Linked DNA regions of Bos taurus: region 1 is linked to region 2. The links are chromatin contacts, called in public Hi-C maps. All regions are on one chromosome and are shown on one strand. The core of a region is the stretch at or near the end of the contact, and the rest is flanking DNA. Distances in the headings are between cores, read along the strand shown.

Region 1 (4,510 bases), core at 317-2,816, 50 kb before region 2:
TGCAGTTTCCACATTTATATCTGAAAAAAATCTCCAATTTACCAAAGGCAATGTGGTATTTCTTGGGGGGAAAAATGAAAATTATGTATTTGATTTACAGATTTGTCATTCATTCATGTCACAATCCTCAAGGCTACCTTTATTCCACAACTAACTTTCCACCATTTCTTTCTAAGAAAAGGACATACGTAAAGTTGTTTTTTTTTTAAGGTTACAGCCTTCAACAACTTGAAATGTAAATTTGAATGGTCCAACAATTAGAAACAGTTACCCTACCACCATTTGACATTCCGTTTATCATTCTATTTAATATTATTTTGTAACATCTAACACCCTTCACCTTTAAGGTCAAAGGAACCTTCAATATGTTTTACAAGCTGCCTACAAACTCCGGGAGATGGTGAATGATGCAGGAAAGCCTGGCCTGCTGCACTCCACGGGGTCTCAAAGAGTCAGACACGACTTCCCGATCGAACAAGAGACAATCCCTGTGAAATCTGAGGATGCCACGCCAACAAGAATGCAGGTCCACCGAGGAACAGCAGACCACTCGGTAAAGTCAAAATTGCTCTTCTCTTTATGATCACAGAGCCTCTTTCCAGAACTACCCCCCAGTTCACTTCAGACGCTCAGTCATGTCCGACTCTGCGACCAAATGGACTGCAGCACGCCAGGCTTCTCCATCCATCACCAACTCCTAGAGCCTACTCAAACTCATGTCCATCGCATCGGTCCCCCACCTCCCAGAGAACAGGAGAGTATCGATTTCACAAGGTGCCGGGCACTGCTTTCTTTAAAATGAAGCTTTCATCTGACTCCTGCAAGATCACCTGGTAACTCCCGGGGCTGGGGATGGAGCGTCTGGGTTTTTGAGCTTCTCCGCTGCCTTCTCAACTTGAGGCCTCTGTACTTAGCCCGACCCCTGGACGGCCACCACACCACTGAGGGCGTCGTCCCTACCGCTGTCACCGACTCGGGCGTGGCTGCTCACCGAGGGTCCCGGCCGCCTTCCCTCCCCGCCCACCACCCCCACAGCCCCTAGCTGTGGGCCGCACCGGCCAATCCCGGGGTCCACTCAGGGAGGCCAGGCGATCGCCCGGGGAGGTCACCGAGGGCTGACGCCCGAGCCCTGACGCCCGAGCCCTGCTACGCTCTGACTTCAGCCCCCAGGGAACTTTCCAGAACCTTGGCCCTCTCTGGGAAGCCTCGCGTCGCATCCAGGAGGGAACCCCGATTCTGTTTATTGAGCGCCTACGCCAAGCTCAGGACGGGGCTTGCAATCGCCCGCACTCCAGTAGCTCGGCCCGGGATCCGTCCTCCAGAAGAACCGACGGCGGGGCAGCAAGGGACTGGCAGAACCGCGCCCCCAGCCCCCCGCGTCCCCTCTGCCGGCCTTTACCTCGACCGACCCCCCGGGGGCTGCCGGAGCTAAAATTAGGCGAGCGCGGGGCGCGCTCACGTGCACCCCGCTCACGGGGGCCAGGGGCACGGCCCGAGTGACTCATGGCCCCGCCCCCACCCGCAGAGGACGCGCTGACGTCAGCCGCTTCCCCGAAGGGTGACGTCAGCGCGCCTCGGGAAGGCCGCGGGGCCAGCCTAGAATGTTCACTGAGTTTCGATGCCTTAAAGGGACCAGGCCTTGGATCGTGAAAGATGTGGGGCGAGGACCCCGCTCACCCACCCGTAGAGTCGGAGCCAGTTTTACATCCCTTTGTACTGAGAGAAGGTGATTGCTGAGGTAGGAATGAAAAAACGGAAAGCAACTGAGCTTCATTGGAGGCGCCCAGAAGCCCCAGAACCTCCTCCTGGAAGCCCTCCTTGTTTAACCAGAATCAGCTCTTGACCCAAAAGTCAGGAAGTTTTCCATGGCCCTTGACTGCCTACTCCTTCACTTACACCTCTGCTGACAGAGAAAGGCTGTGGTTTGAATGTCTGTATATAATTCATCAACTTGGGCCACCTTGGCCCTTTTATCAGTATTTTTTGACTTTGTCCAAATTCTCTTGTTAGGTGTGTGACCTGGAACAACAAACTCTCTGGATGTGAACTTTGTGAACTGGTATCCACCCCTCCTTTTAGGCTAATGTTGCCTGTGGACGTTCCCGGAGGCAGGAACCCCGGCCCGTGCTTCGCCATTGAGCACAATCACAGTCTCACTGGGGACTAACAATCCACTGAGGTTTACCGTGTGGCAGGTTTGTTTCTTACACTTCCTCCGCTCTTTTTAATTCTCTCTTCTCTCTGAGATGGTTGTTATTGTCCCCATTTTACGGATGAGGAAGGGAATCCGGGCACCGCAGGATTAAGCATGTTTCCCTAGGTTACACAGTTTAAGGAACCGCAACCTGAAAGTCACTCCCACGTCAGTTGGACTCCAAGTCAGTGTTTTTGGTGATGAAGGTGGGCTGTGATACAGTGTTTTATTCTGGGTGTATCGAGCCCTGGAGAGTAGTTTTTCCCCTTTACCTCAATTCCAGTGCCTCTGAACACGTCACCCACAAGTAACCTCAGCCTGCGGATACAGGAGAGTGAGACCTCAGGGCCTGGTCTGGATGAGAGTAAGGTGAGTGAAGAGGCGCTTCCTCTCGGGTGTCCTTCCTGTACTTGCCGGCTCCGGAGAGCGGGCACCTCCTTGAGGTTTGCACTCCAGGCACCTCACTCACCACACCCTAGTCCCAGCCCTGCCACGCCTACCCTTGGCTCTGTTTTCTGTCTGGAAACTAGAGAGGGCATCCCGCTTAATGCGTCCTGGTCTGGCATGCCAGTGTCCAGTTCTGCCCCATGCTGAAGAAATAACCTTGTTTCTCTGCATCATAATCTCCTCTCTCTGTAAAGCAGTGGTTTCTATTGAAACAGCATCGTCATGCCAAGACGAAATGAGACAACAGCTTCTTACAGTTTTGAGCAAGACGCTGCTGCCTGTGTCCTGGAAGTGGAGGTGGGCCATGAGTGGCTGTCACTGGTGTCCTCTGACAGCCGTTACTGGTCTTTGGCTGAGCGTCACAAGCGCATCCTCAGGTCATACCTGCCAGGTCTATCAGGGCTACCTTCCTCCCCTCGCTCACCGCCCAGAGACATTCAGAACTGACCCCTCTCCCCTCATACCCAGTCTCCAGCCACCACCCAGCTCTCTTCTTTGTGTGCCCTGCTCTTGGCCCCTCCATCAGGCTGATGAAGTCACTGCCCACTGCTCTTCCTGTTCTCCGGGTTTTCTGGAGCTTCTGACCGAACACCCTGTGTGTCTCCCATGGAAGCCTCGGGAGAAGATGGAGAAAACCACAGGCGGCCTCAGCTGTGGCCAGCAGCTCTCCCTCTGTACTGGGGCTGGACACGCAGACATGGAAGCTTAGAGCAGTAGGGGACCTTCAGGCCAACCAGGCCAGCCCCTGTTTTACAACCAGGGAACTGAGGTCCGGGTGAAGTGACCTGCCCGGGGCCACGTGGCCTGTTATGTAGAGAGTCCTAGTCACTTGATTAGCAGCTCACTGTGCCTTTCACGGTTCACGCCTCTGTTAGGAGTCTCAGGTGAAACAGTGAACATAAATGTGCACGGGGACCTTCCCGACCCAGGGATCACACCTGTGTCTCCCGCACTGCAGGCAGATTCTTTACCATCTGAGCCAACTTAGGCGCATTTCCCAGTGGAATGAGAACAACAGTGAGTTGGACTGCTGTTTTTAAACCTTCGGTAATCAAGATGTTGTGTGTCATTTCAGGTTTTGATTATTTTATCTCCCAGCCTTTATTTCCCGTCATTTTCCTATCCCCCAAACCCCATTAAATGTTGTTAAGAACCATCAGTGTAATTGGCCACTAACCTGGAAGGACTGTGATCTCCAGCAGACAGCCCCAGCAAAGAAAGGAGCAGGGATCCTGGGGCTGTTCCCAACCGTGCTGGTGACTCACGGGATGATACAAAGCAAAGCCCTTCTTTTGTGTGGGGGCGAAACGGAGAATGGCACACACAGCTACTTGCCTGACAGAAGTGTGGGTTGGTAGCGAGCCATTGGCAGGCTCCTGGCATAGCGGAAGCCCAGGGGTCTCTGGGTACACCCAGGTTCTCGATGACCGCTTAGCAGTGGCTGCAGGGTTAACCCTGAGCTCTGTCTCGCTTGAGCACCAGCCTCCATTGGAGCCACTAAGATGGTTGGGCGGGATTATGGCACTTGCCCTTCGTGCTGTCATCCTCATTGGTTAAGAATGCACCCTGGTTATTCCTAACTCCACTTTAATAATGTGTTATAGATCTGCCCTCCAGGAATTTATTTGAAACTTTCTTTAATCTATTTTTATTTCAGCTTGTACAGCATGTTCAGGCAACAAGGAGGTTTACCATCTATGTAAAAGCACTAAAGGGCTTCCCTGGTGGTTCAGTGGTAAAGAATCCCTTTGGAGAAGGAAATGGCAACCCACCCCAGTATTCTTGCCTGGGAAATCTCATGGACAGAGGAACCTGGTGAGCTATAGTCCATTGGGGTCACAAATGAGTTGGACATGACTTAGAAATTAA
Region 2 (4,610 bases), core at 409-2,908:
CTATCCCAGGCCGCTGGGCAATCGGAGAGGCTGGGGAGACGGGCCGAGCACTCGAGGGTGCGGGACTGTGTGTGTGTAAGGGAGGGAAATAGACACAGAGAGGCCCTTCCATGACGGCTGTTAACAGTCGAGTGGGGCGGGGCTGTGGGAGAGATCTGGGCTCCCAGAGCCTTCTAGTTCCTACCCCCAAATTGCCACACTAGGACCCTGGACCGTCTCTCTCTCTCTCTAAAGGCAGGTGGAAGCAGGTACCCCTAAACCCCACGGGCTCGCGGTTCTCCCTCTCCCATAGGTGCCAAACAGAGCTGGCCACAGTCGCGTCCACCCACATTCGTCAATGATCAGTTGAGACGGTCTCTGGTCCTAGACAGCTGGGCTCGGGGAATCGGAACTGGAAGCTCGATTTTAAGATTCAGATCCAGTTCTGATGAAGACTCGGCTCGAGTCTGGGCCGCGAGATCCCGCCCTTCCCGCCACACGACTTTAGGGAGAAAAGGATTTCTGCTACGGGGCCTAATTTGCTATACGGTTAATGCGTCTACAGCCCGGGCGGTCCGGTCCCCGCGCGATCCTCTCTGGGCGCAGGAAAACATGCGAAAGCCGAAGGTGTATTTTCCAGCAACACTGCCAGAAAGCCGGGCGACCCCCGCCCGGCCCGGCCCGCGGAGACCAAAGCACCTTCTCTTTACTTCTCCTCCTAGTCTCTAGGCTTCAATCTTACTTTTAGCCCTTCTCTGAGTTGACTCTGATTTTTTCCAGGTCGCTCATCTTTTCTCGGGCTTGTTCGTTTCACTGTCAATTTCAAACGTTTTGTGGCTGTTAAAAAAAATTCTCTCCCTGCCGCTCGCCCTGGCCTCAGCGTCGGGTTCCCAAGCCGCCGGGAGGCGGTTCCGCGTGTGCGCCTATGTGGGGTGTGCTCGAGCCCCGGGCGTGGGCGCACCGTGCCCTCCGATCGCTGACAAGTCTTCTCACGGTCCCGGCCACAGAGGTCACCCTCGGCGGTAACGGCGTGGATTCACCGTAGGGTGCCTCTAAGCTCTTCTCCCACACTGGGGAAATGACACTCCTCTTCGTACCCCGTCCCCTACTTGAAAAGGAGGCTTTTGACGGGGAAGCGGAAGGGGGGGTGTGTACTTTCCCGAAGCTCCAGAAAATGACCACGCATTTTAGAGAAAGGTCGTTTCTAGCTTCCCAGTCTCACCTAGTCTGGGCAGCGTCCAGGACCCACCTCTCCAACCTCACCCCCAACCCCCACCTCCCCAGCCTAGCGGAGGGAGAGATGCCAGCGCGGTGGAGTCATGCCGCTGGCTTGGGCACCATTGGCTCATGCCTGGAGTACGCACATCTGGCGGCCAGCCCGAGCGGCTCCGGTCCTGATATGGAGCGAGAGGGCGGGCGGGTGCGTGCGTCCCAGGAGAACACGCCGCGGCCGGCTCCTCCCCGAGCTTGCATCACCGGTCCCCCTTTTCCCCTCCTCCTCGTTGGCCCCTCCCCCCGCCCCGCTCACCCCTCCCGCCCTCCAGCCCAGCCTAGTTCTGCTGGTTCGCCGAGGAAGCTATTAATAGCATTACGTCAGCCTGGGATTGGTAACCCAGAGTATTTGGGCGCGCCGCCAGCCGGAGGGCTATAAAACGGGTGATGCAACGCGCTGCCAGCCACAGTCGCACGCAGAGAGGCGCACACTGCATAGCGCTCACTCTGCGCCGCCGCCTCAGCGGACCCGCCAGCCCGCGCGCCGGTCGTGAGCCCCTCTGTGCTCGCCAGCCGACCCCGCAGCCAGCCAGCCAGCCCGACCCAACCCCGACCCTGCCCGCCCTCCGGACCCTGGCCGCCCCGAGTGGATACAGGAGGTGAGCGCGGCGAGAGTGGCTTGCTTTGATTATCTTTGCGCCCCTCTAGTAACCAGTCCCCGACCCCCGCGCCCACCCCCCGCCCCCCGGCACTTGCCCCGCAGCCTCCAGCTTAGAAAAAACTCTGGCTGAATCTCTCTCCCAGCCACCGCTGCTCTTCCGCGCTTTAGAAACTTTCTCGCAAAGAACTTTCTCTTTTGACTTGGGGCGCGAAACGTTCCTAGTAACTGAGAGGTCGTCCGCCGGCGTCGGAGCACAGCTCCTAGCCGCCCTCGCGTTTACTTACTCCCGGGGCGATCGAGGTGCTCAGAGTGGCCGAGCCAATCAGGCTCGCCAGCCGGCTCCATCCCTGGCTCGGTGCGCCGGCACTTGCTACTCCCGAGCCCAGCTTTCCCGGGAGGCCGGGGCTCGCGGAGCGGCTGCCCCAGGGGCGGAAAGGAATGAATGGGAAACGAATGGGCGAGCCGGGGTCGCGGGCGCTGCCGCTGGGGGTCGCCCTGCCCACCCCGGAGCGCTGGGCGGCAGGATCGCGCTGGTAGCCGGCGGCGAAAGTTAGTTAGGATAAGTTTTAAGAGGTGGCGCGCGCTCCTGTCGCTGCCCTGGGGCAGAAGGCGGAGAGAGAGCACCGGGGACAGGTGCCGGAGACTTCTTGACCCAAGTTTCTCACACGCTTTTCTATCGTACCTGTGAGTCCAGTTCTGGTCTCTTCCTCTGGTGGCTCGCGGATTTCTCGGCTTTTCATCCTAAGAGACCCACCGTTGGGGATTGGGGAGGGAGCGAGAGTGCGAAGCCAGTTGAGATATTTGAGAGACAGGATCTGTGATCCAGGAGCCGGGACCTGAAACTTGCACTGCCCTTAGTGGCTTGGAGCCTCAGCATCCCCAGCGGGGAGGTGTGGACATATAGAGGCTCCTGGCCGCTCCGCCTGTTTGCAAGCACAAGGTGCTGGTTGGGCCGGATAACCATTACGGTCCTTTCTGGACAAAGGTTTTCAGATTCTAGAGTGGTGTTAACTGAAAGAAAAGCGACCTAGGAGGGGACTTGAATGAGGGGGCTTGGATGTCGCTGGCCGCCCTCTGAGGCAGTGAGGAGAAAGGGACTTCTGTACGGGGCATCTCTTCCCTTTCCAAGGTGCTTTCCACTGGATGGTTCTCCGTCTCTGCTCCCCACCGCCCCCCCACCCCATTTTCATCTCATCAAATTACTTCCTTTCCTCCTAACCGTTTTCTTTCCCCTAATTTAATTACCAAATCACAGTAAGCTGCCTTTCCTATGAAGGAGTTGCTCACCCCTTAATAGAGCCAGAAAAAAATAAACTGGGCACTAGAAAATGTGGGTGCCCTCTGAATGCATCTGTTTCAGTGTGGGTGACAGTCACATCTGTTTGGGAGCCTCCTGCTCTTTCAGTTTGAATGAAGGAGAAATTGGTATGACTGTCCCCTTGTTTTGCAGCTCCCATTTGTTGTAGAATAACACTGCAACAGGTAAACACAGCAACAGGTAAACTGTTGCTGTAAGGATTATCTGAATGAGGACCCGGGTGGGTTGCAGTTGTTACTGTCTAAATGGTTTCAGAGACAGCACTGCAGGAAGCACACCAGGCGCACAGTGTAAATAAAATACAGCCCCCAGCACCTGTGGCAGCCTCTGGATCCTTCCTGTCTTAACCCCACCATTCTCTCTCTCCCCTTGGTCTTTTCTCTCCATTATTCTCTTTTTTACCCCCATACTCCTTCCCTGTCTTAATCCCATCAAAGCCTCCTCTCTTGTGGGCATAGGCTCCTCGGACTGTTGACTGTTCATCTACCTGGCCATTGGCTCTCTTCTCCTTTGCCATTGCCTTCTTGGGGATGGAGTAAAATGAGCAGCAGGTGTGTGGTCAACAGTTTGGCCTGGGCTGGGCCACTCACCAGCTTTATGGTGACCTTGGGCAAGTCACTTTGCCTTTCTGGACCCCATTTTACTCAATTGCAAAATGAAGATCTGACCTAAATGACTCTAGTTTTGGATGTTCTATCCCATTGTACAGAGCTCATGATTTCTTCCTTTTTCAGTTGGGCTGGGCAGGGGACAGGGTCAGTGGTTCCAAGTGTTACTCGGCCCGGGGAGGAGGAAGTATGCAGCCAGGACACCACAGAAACCAGAAATGGCTTCATGTGTGAGAGCTGGCTACTTCTCAAGTACTTAAGACCAGTGGAGACGAGCTGGTGCCAGCAAAGAGTGGGGTGGAATTGATCTGTCAAGAGCCCTGAGGTCAATCAGAGTGCAAAAGAAGCTGTGACTGAGCTGAGTTTCTTGAGGGCTCCAGTTAACGTCTGATTAATAGGACCTAGTTTCATTAACAGGAACATTATGAGCCTCCGCCCCCACACCCCTGAAAGTGGATCCCATCACAGTAATAATGGCTTCCCGGGATGTGTGTAAATCCACTTTCGTGTTTGATCTTCCCGACAGCCCTGTAAAGGGACTGGGGCAGGCAGTACTGGTCTCTCTTTACAGACAAGGTGACCGAGGTCCAGGAAGCATGTCGCTGAGAGCTCAGCGTGTGAGTGGTAGTATAGATGCCTGCAAGCGTCGTCTCTGTCCTGATGCCTAGTCTTCCACCTACACCTGGAGTGTCTTTGTACCTCCTTCCAGTGGACTAGGAGAAAGACCAAGATGGGAAGTTAGTGAAAGAACTGGCTCCCTGCTATGTTTTACAAGTAGTGCTTAGTGGAAAAAAGATGAAAATTAAAAGTGAAAATTCAATGTAGTAGCAGC

Evidence for each region. A called contact is a pair of places that touch in the nucleus more often than the background predicts.
Region 1: a Hi-C map of liver shows a contact between it and region 2, with 2.0 times the contacts expected there. The contact joins the enhancer-like site here to the promoter of ATF3 in region 2. A contact is called at or near these places in 2 of 11 Hi-C or Micro-C datasets (blastocyst and liver).

What each region holds. Positions count from the first base shown.
Region 1 is chr16:70,984,502-70,989,011 of ARS-UCD2.0, reverse strand. No RefSeq gene overlaps it. Among named protein-coding and RNA genes, the nearest start is that of ATF3, 49 kb to the right of the region's middle. Within about 2 kb of position 1,566, at least 60 of the 102 cell types and tissues checked have an H3K27ac peak or open chromatin away from gene starts, as enhancers often do. A contact at or near this core is called in blastocyst and liver, where this site is marked.
Region 2 is chr16:70,934,475-70,939,084 of ARS-UCD2.0, reverse strand. ATF3 (activating transcription factor 3) reads left to right here and starts at 1,658. Exons shown (of 4, transcript NM_001046193.2): 1 at 1,658-1,850.